3 separate regions of the Mus musculus genome follow, and regions 2 and 3 are each linked to region 1. A link is a contact called in public HiChIP or PLAC-seq data. All regions are on one chromosome and are shown on one strand. The core of a region is the stretch at or near the end of the contact, and the rest is flanking DNA. Distances in the headings are between cores, read along the strand shown.

Region 1 (2,616 bases), core at 32-2,531:
TTTGCCAAACCCTGGGCTAGAAATCTAACTCAGGCCAGGGATTTCCTCTAACATCACGGCCAGGGTCCTGTCTGACTCTGCCTTACCAAGTCTGTGGGTGGTGAGGGAGGGTACATTGGTGGCTCTGAGAGTCAACTTCTTCTCTTCACTGCCTTCCACAGGGCCTAGCAAGAAGCGAACACGCTGATCAGGAGCAGGAGGCTGCTGGGCATTGAGACCTAAGCACAAAAGAACACAGTCAGTACTTTTCCAACCCGCAAGAGAAGGGGTAGAGAGATGGTAGCATAGAAGATGGATTTGTGTATCGTAGAAAACGTACTATGACTCCTTCAGAAGCCAGGTATCATTAATTCCAGCACTGGGGAGGCAAGAGGCGGGCCTATCTCTGAATTCAAGGCCTGACTGATCTACAGAGTTATTTCCAGGGCAGCCAGGGGTATACAGAGAAACCATTCTCTAAAAAGTGAAGAACAAACAAACAAAACAAAAATCCTAGGTTGGAAGTGTAGCTCAATTCATGGAGTGTTTGCACAATACGCAAGACGCCCCGGGTTCCATCCCCAGCACCCTAATGGGAGGTGGTACTACACAGATGTAGTCTAAGACCTTGGGTAGTGAAGGCAGGACAGTCAAAAGTTCAAGGTTATCTTCATCTTACATAGCAAATTTGAGGCTACATGACAGTTTTTAAGAAAATAAAAGAAAGGAAAAAAAGGCAAAGAAAAAAATTGGTGTTTGAGGGTCGGGGTGGTGGTCACGCTTGTGATCCCAGCATCTGGCAGGTGGAGTCAGGAGAGTCAGAATTCTCAGTGCCTCACTGATTTCAAGGTCGGATTAATTAGAAAAGACCCTGTCTCAAAAGGCAAAAAAAAAAAAAAAAAAAAAAAAAGTTCAAATTCTAACTCTGTAACAGAAACCGCGAAAAAAAACCCAACACTATAGAATGAATTTCTCTAAAGGAAAATAGCGGAGAGTGGGTAGTAACGAAATGTGTACAAGAGAAAAAAAACAAACAAACAAGAAACAGCTACAACCCGGCAAACGAACCACGTGACCTCACTCCACATCAGAAAGAACTAAAGCAAAACCGTGGGTCCGCGTCGGAGTTCTCACCTTTAAGCAGTTGCAACTCCACGGTCTCACGCAAGTGCAGCCACTTCAGCCCCGGAGGTTTATAGACAGCGAAGAGCCCCTGCAGCCGAGCTAGGCCAGAAGAACCCATGGCTGGAACTCAGCGGTTCAACATCATCCAGAAGCGGGGATGCGGGCGGAAGTGCTGCGTGGTCCTTTCCCAAATGTGGTCCCTACTGTAGGTAGCCGCCTTGTTTCCTTGGCAGGAAGAGGTTCTTTTCTTATTGCCCTCCGGGGGGGAAATAAGAGATGGAGAAGAAAATAGGGCCGGATATCGAGCAACCGAATTCTCGGTTATGTTATTTTTGAATTCTTTTCAGGAGTTTTTTGTTTGTTTGTTTCTCATATATCCCAGGCTGCCCTCAAACTTGCTAAGTTGCCGAGAATTCATTACTTTTCTGTCTCCACTTTTCCAAGATCTGGAGTGACGAGTAATTCACATCAGGCTTGGTTTTTGAGACAAGGTCTCTAGTACTGCCTTCGTACTTAAGAAATAGCCAAGAAGGATCTCGAACTGATCCTACGGCCTCCAGGTTTCAAATGCTGGGTTGACAGGCCTACGTTATAAATAACGCCTGGCTCACAGCAGTTGTTTTACTTCAGTGGCAAACAGATCTTGTGGCTTTCCTTCTCATGCTCCTGTCCATATTACAACATCTCCGATCAAAAAGCCACAGTGAGTGCAGTGTCCCAGGAGTCTTTTGACTTCTCGGGCCTCCGTAGTACCTGCGGAGCCCCGCCTAACCACGCGGACGTCCGCTGCCATGGCGACCCTGCTGCTGCTTCGCTCCCTGCGCCTCCACCGCAGTCTTCGGCCCCGTACGCGGCCAGCTGTAGGTGAGCAGCTCTGATTCCAGTGTCCGCGGCGACCAGAGGGACCGGACTCCTCTCACCTTTACCTCTTTTCTGCTCGCAGATGTACCCCTCAGGGCCGGGAGCCATGGCGCCCGCCTGCTGTACCCGGACCACATCCCAACCACCCCGCTGCAAAAGATGCTGCTGGCTGCGGGCGCGGCGGGAATGGCTCTCTACAACCCCTATCGCCACGGTAAGACGGTTTACTCTTCGGTCTCGAAAGCTGGGACCGGTGAAGACTTGGTTTGTGGGCATCCAAACCTGGCTGCGCCTATCATATTTCCCAGGATCGTTTATGATAATCAGGTGCCTGATTCTAGCTAGAACTGTTTTGGGTCTTCTGGGCACAGGGAGGAGAGGAAGAAAGAAACGTGAAGTCTACAAGTCTGCCTTTTTGTAATTCTTGGAAGAGTGTCACCCTAGCATATTAATCTCTGGGCTGAATGACCAGGTACACACCAAATTACAGCATTCTCACTGGGTAGTAAGTAAACTTGGTAAGGGCCATGATCTTCAGGATTTTCTTTGCTGAAACAGTTCAAGATCAGCTTCTTTTTGTTTGTTTGGCTTTGGTTTTTTCAAGACAGGGTTTCTCTGTGTAGCCCTGGCTGTCCTGGAACTCATTCTGTA
Region 2 (2,616 bases), core at 84-2,583, 1.1 Mb before region 1:
TAATTGATTTGTATTTTTCCAGGCTGCTAAAGAAGATTAGATCGCAGTATGAAAAGCGCCTAGGGCTTAAAATAAATGAGCGGAGACGAAAGCCACTTCAAAAATGTCCAGGAAGCACACTGAACCCCCCCCCCCCCAGTGCAAGCTGCAGTGTGGCTGCTGCTTTCTTTGTTGGGGAGGCCTCATCTTTGCTTCCCCAGCTGACAAGTCTACCGAGGCCTGAGGCCTTTGAGGAAGCAGGTCTCGGGGACAGAGGGCTGCGCTGTGGCTTTACATGGGCAGGTGTCATTATCCCAGGTCAGAACGCTAGCTCTCAGCCTTGAGGCTCCCTCTGATTTCATTCTCAGCCCCTGGGCAAGACTTTTCCCCTTTGCTAGGCCTTAGCCTCTGTTTCTGTAAAAGGTGGGGGATTGGATAGAAACTCTTCAAGCTATTGAAACTTCCTCTCTGTGCCCAGCAGCTGTCGAGGGAAGAAATCCAGAAAGAGGAAATGACTTGCCCAAAGCCACCAGCTAACTCCTCTGGCCTGTCTTATTCTGCAGTGTCTTGTCTGTCTTCGGAGCAGAAGGTTTTCATCTGACTTGACACTGCCTGGTGCTGTGGCCCCCGGAGCCCCTGAGAGCTCCTCCAGCTTGACCCATGCAAACAGGTGAGCTACAGGAGCAGGAGTGACTCGGTCCCCAGCACTTGCTGCTCTTCCAGAGGGCCTGGGTTTAGTTCTCAGCACCTAGATCTATTGGCTCACTGCTTGCAACTCTGGCTCCAGGGTTCCAAAGTCCCTTTCCCAGCCTCTGCTCTTCCTCTGTCCCACCCTTATACACATTAATACATAAAGATAAAACTTGTGAGACAGGAACGATTGTTGTCCAAAGTGAGGTGAGATTAAGATTAGTCTAAAGATTAAGTGAGATATCACTATGTACCCACACTGTCCACTCCCTATAGGCCAGTCACTGTCGGGGACTTCAGGGTAGTTGTGGGAGGAATGCCTGAGTGTTCCCCACTGCTCAGGGTAGAAACTTAGGCTCACTGTAAATCTGTCAAATTTACAACATCTAGAGTTGGACTTGTGGCTATCATCGTAGGCTGTGTGTACCTCCCTCTGGGTTACTACACAGAGTCCTTCCTCCACGATGCCACCCTTGCCTCTTCCACAGCTACACGCAGCTTTCCTCCCCCTAGGCCAGGACACCTCCACCTCTTTCTCCCCCACTCCCATAGTGTTTTCGACCCAGCTCGTCGCCGGCGCTCCATCCCCCTTTACCCTGGTTTGACTTGGACTGGCCTTCGCCTCACAGAGTGCCCAGAAGCTTGCAGTGCCTCCGTGGGTGTGCGGCCCCGAGGGCGGGAAGGCCCCTCAGGAAATGGGCGTGGGCGGGGTCGAGGCCATAGAGGCCAGGCAGGCTTGGCCGATTGTGACCACAGGTGCTATGGCAACCCGGTCACATGACTCGGCCGGCCGCCCAAACCAGGAGACCCGCCCAGTTTCCCCCCACCCCCACCCCCATATGATCTGGGCGCATATGACTTTTCCTCCTGTAGAAACCGGTCCCACGTCTGCCCCAGCGTCTTTCATTTAAAGATGGGGAAACTGAGATCCAGGGAGCAGGGTCAGCTTCCAGCGCCCAGATCCGCACAGTTGGCTACACCAGAAGCAGGATTTATTCTGTCATCCGATCCCCCATTGCTCTGTAGCTCCACAGGCGTTCTGGGGTTTGCTTTGTGGCCCTGGGGAGGGAGAGCCGACTGCAGATCAGGACCTCGGTGGATGGAATCCGGGACCAGGACTCGCCCCAGCTGAGGCGCTCACCGATGACGCATAGCTTGGCGTCCCAGCAACGCCGTTACTAAGGAGCGGAGCGCTGTCGGAAACATGGATGCAACCACAGCCCCTCATCGCATTCCCCCGGAAATGCCTCAGTACGGGGAAGACTACTACATTTTCGAGATGATGCAGGTGATCAGGCGCCCGAGGATAGGGAATACGGCTACCGGGCCGGGCCGGCAGCATGGTCTGGGGGGAAATCCCTTTCCTCAGTTTCCCCACCTGTGAAATGGCGCAGTAGTCTCCAGGGCCTCTTCTGGCATTGTATGGGAAACCTCAGCCGGTTCCTGAGCCCTGAGTCTTACCTAAGCTGGGCCTTGGAAGCCCTAACAAGCTAGGCTCACCCACCTCACTCCAAGACCAGTTAAAGAGATAAGCAACAGAAAAAAAGAAAAAGTCAGAGAAAGGCTTATTTCCTGTGACCACAATGGAAGGAGGAACACGTTCAAGAAGTTCAGTGACCTGCTTCCCGGGGCTAGTTTTGGGGTCCACACAAGTCTAGTGTGATCCCGCACCTCACTGACCCATATCTGTCTCCGTTCCACTCCCTCCTGCAAGGTGGTCTGACAAGTTGGAGGAAAACTTCCCAGGAGACCCGCCCCTCTGGCTGGTGCCAGCCTTTTCCTTCTCCTGGCATGAGGTTCCTGGGAAATTCCAGTTCCCAGGACCAAACCGATTGTCTCAGCCGTCAGGCAAAAGACACATGTGTTTTGTCTCATGAGGGTGTCTTTGACCCTGTTAGGACAAGTAGGGGACCGTATAAGTTTTAGATGGCATCCCTATCCAGGTGG
Region 3 (2,616 bases), core at 35-2,534, 1.0 Mb after region 1:
GTGAGTAAGGGGTTAGGTGCGTGAAAGGATGGATAGGTGAGTGGATCGATAGATACACGGTAAATCCATTACTAAATGTCTGGAAACAAGGGAGCGAACGAATGCCTTCCTGTTCCCATTCCCAGAACTCATGGCTTGGGGAAATGATAGAAGTGATTGTTAGGCAAGCCTATGACCTCCTTTCCATCCCCCAAGCCCACGTGATGGTGGGAGGAGAGAGTCAACGCTACAAAATTATAGCACGTGTGTACTCACAACAGCTACTACTCACGGATGGGCCTTTTTGGCTCTGGCAAGTTCACCTCTTGGGAGCCCCAGGGTAGTCTTCTCTTTAAAATTGTTGTCCCAGTGCAATGGTTTGTCCCTCAAAGAGAAAGAAGTCACAGCTGATGTGAGCAGAGGCCCACCTTGGTAGCACTCAAGGCAACCCCTCCTTCATCAAGAGGGTCCCCTCCGCTTACCACAGGTCTGGGAGGAATAAGCAGCTGGAAGACCGAGAAGCTAGGCAGTGATTTGATGTACTCCTAGGGTTATGTGGCGCTGAGGGTGCTGGGTGGGGACAACAGGAGGAGGAAGGAAAGGAGAAGGGGGAGGAGGAGAGCCCGTTGAGATGGAGACAGTCCTCGCTTGGGAACCCCAGACTCCGCGCACACACACCCACTCCCCACCCCATCCCCCCGGCCTCACGGTCCGCCTCTGGGTCTGCGCTCTCGGCGCTCAGGTGGTGCAGGAAGTGGCGGAACTTGTTGGGCAGCAGCTTCCCCAGCAGCGTGCCCAGGGAGTCAGGGTTGTCGCGGGCTGCAGGCTGCCGGTTCCCCCGAGTTCCCGCCTCCCGGGCCGAGCTGCTCGGCTGCAGCGACGGCAGTAGCAGTGCGCGCGCGGTCCCACGGTCTCGCCGAGCGTTCGGGGACTCGGGGGACCCGCAAGGCAGGCGCTGGGACTTGCGGTCCCGCCGCCACGCGCCGTCTACATCTCGCCCCACACGGCCTTCGAGCATTGGCAGCAGCATCGGCAGCCGCTTAACAGGGCGGCGCTGGGTGGTCCCGTCGGGATATCCCTTGGGCTTGTAGGCCGGGGTCCCCTCCATGGACTGGCGCCGGAACATCCTGAGTCAGAGCTCGGCTCAGGACACCTTCGCGCCCGGGGGACGCGCAGGGGCGAGCGGGGCCGCAGGAAGGTCGTATTCCAGCCCGCAGTCCATAGCGCCGGGAAGGGGCAGCAGAAGCCGACTCCGGCAGGACCCTAGCCTGCTGTGTCCCGGCGCAAAGGCGGTGAGGGCGGGAACGCCAGCCCTTTGGGGCGGCTGTGACGTTGACATGAGCTAGAGCACGCGGAGCGCCTGGCACAGTGCAGAGCTCTCTGCACCTGCTGGCCTAAGACCGCCTTTCCTATCACTTAGCACACTTGGGAGAGGGTTTGTCTAGAATGTGCAAGAAACTGAGCGTGGCGGCCCATGCCTGTGATTTCAGCACTTGGGAGGCAGTTGCATAGGCTAGAGAAACAGATCAGCGAGAGGACCGGACTTAGATTCCCATACCGTATATACAGAACAACTCACAGCCTCCAGTGCCAAAGTTATCCGCCACTCTTCTAGCCTCAAGGTCACCAGGCACGCACAAAATGCACTGCCATGGAGGCAAAACACTCATACTCATATTTTTTTTTTTTAAATTAAGGCTATTGTCAGGAAGTGGTGGCACATGCTTTTAATCCCAGCACTCAGGAGGCTGAAGCTGGTGGATCTCAGAGTTCGAGGCCAGCCTGGTCTACAAAGTGAGTTTCAGGACTAAACAGAGAAACCTTGTCTTGAAAAACAAAACAAAACAAAAAACCTCAAGGCTATTAAGTGTGGTAGTGCACAGCTTTAGCTCTAGCACTTGGGAGGCAGAGGCAGGCATCTCTCTCAGTTTGTGGCTACCCTGGTCTACATATGAATTCCAGGCCAGCCAGAGCTACATAGTAAGAACCTGTCTCAAACACAGGGCAATGGTGGCACACACCTTTAACCCCAGCACTTGGGAGGCAGAGGTAGGCGGATTTCTGAGTTCAAGGCCAGCCTGGTCTACAGAGTGAGTTCCAGGACAGCCAGGGTTACACAGAGAAACCCTGCCTCAAAAACAAAACAAAACAAAAACCAAAACAAGAGAGAGAGAGAGAGAGAGAGAGAGAGAGAGAGAACCTGTCTCAAAATAAACAATTCAAGGTTGTGCTTGGCTATATACCAACTTCAAGGTCAGCGTGGGCTAAATGAAATCCTGTCTAAAAAATATGATTTAGAACAGTGTTTCTCAACCTGTGGGTTGTGACCCTTGTGAGGGTCACAACGGCCTTTTCACAGGGGTCACCTAAGACCATCAGAAAACACAGATATTTACATTACAATTCACAACAGTAGCAACATTACAGTTACAGTTAGAGGTTGCAATGGAAATAGTTATATATTTGGGGTCAACACAGCATGAGGGAGCGTGCATAGGGAGGCTGAGAACCACTGACTTAGCGTTTTGTTTCTGCTCCAATCCTTAATAGTCTTGAGATCTGGGCAACCAGAGAGCTTTCCCCTAAAGACTAGGACAAAGCCTGCATCTGACTCTTTGTTCAATTAATTCCTTTTGG

The links. HiChIP or PLAC-seq counts read pairs in DNA pulled down with a chosen protein or histone mark.
Region 2: a FOXA1 HiChIP or PLAC-seq map of pancreatic cancer cells shows a contact between it and region 1. The contact joins the promoter of Spaca9 here to the promoter of Trub2 in region 1. A contact is called at or near these places in 1 of 39 promoter capture datasets (hippocampal neurons), 1 of 115 datasets of contacts at active chromatin or transcription factors (pancreatic cancer cells) and 2 of 9 other capture datasets (adipose tissue and liver).
Region 3: a contact with region 1 is called in an HNF4G HiChIP or PLAC-seq map of pancreatic cancer cells. The contact joins the promoter of 1700001O22Rik here to the promoter of Trub2 in region 1. A contact is called at or near these places in 1 of 39 promoter capture datasets (pre-B cells), 1 of 115 datasets of contacts at active chromatin or transcription factors (pancreatic cancer cells) and 1 of 9 other capture datasets (liver).

Annotation. Positions count from the first base shown.
Region 1 is chr2:29,786,390-29,789,005 of GRCm38.p6, forward strand. It overlaps Trub2 (TruB pseudouridine (psi) synthase family member 2), which reads right to left and starts at 1,282. Exons shown (of 8, transcript NM_145520.5): 1 at 1,114-1,282; 2 at 87-218. The coding sequence starts at 1,222. It overlaps Coq4 (coenzyme Q4), which reads left to right and starts at 1,104. Exons shown (of 7, transcript NM_178693.5): 1 at 1,104-1,968; 2 at 2,048-2,179. The coding sequence starts at 1,896.
Region 2 is chr2:28,698,318-28,700,933 of GRCm38.p6, forward strand. Spaca9 (sperm acrosome associated 9) reads right to left here and starts at 1,334. Exons shown (of 5, transcript NM_027283.1): 1 at 1,265-1,334. It overlaps Ak8 (adenylate kinase 8), which reads left to right and starts at 1,844. Exons shown (of 13, transcript NM_001033874.2): 1 at 1,844-1,957. The coding sequence starts at 1,874.
Region 3 is chr2:30,800,453-30,803,068 of GRCm38.p6, forward strand. It overlaps 1700001O22Rik (RIKEN cDNA 1700001O22 gene), which reads right to left and starts at 1,285. Exons shown (of 7, transcript NM_198000.3): 1 at 688-1,285; 2 at 462-549; 3 at 272-364. The coding sequence starts at 1,105.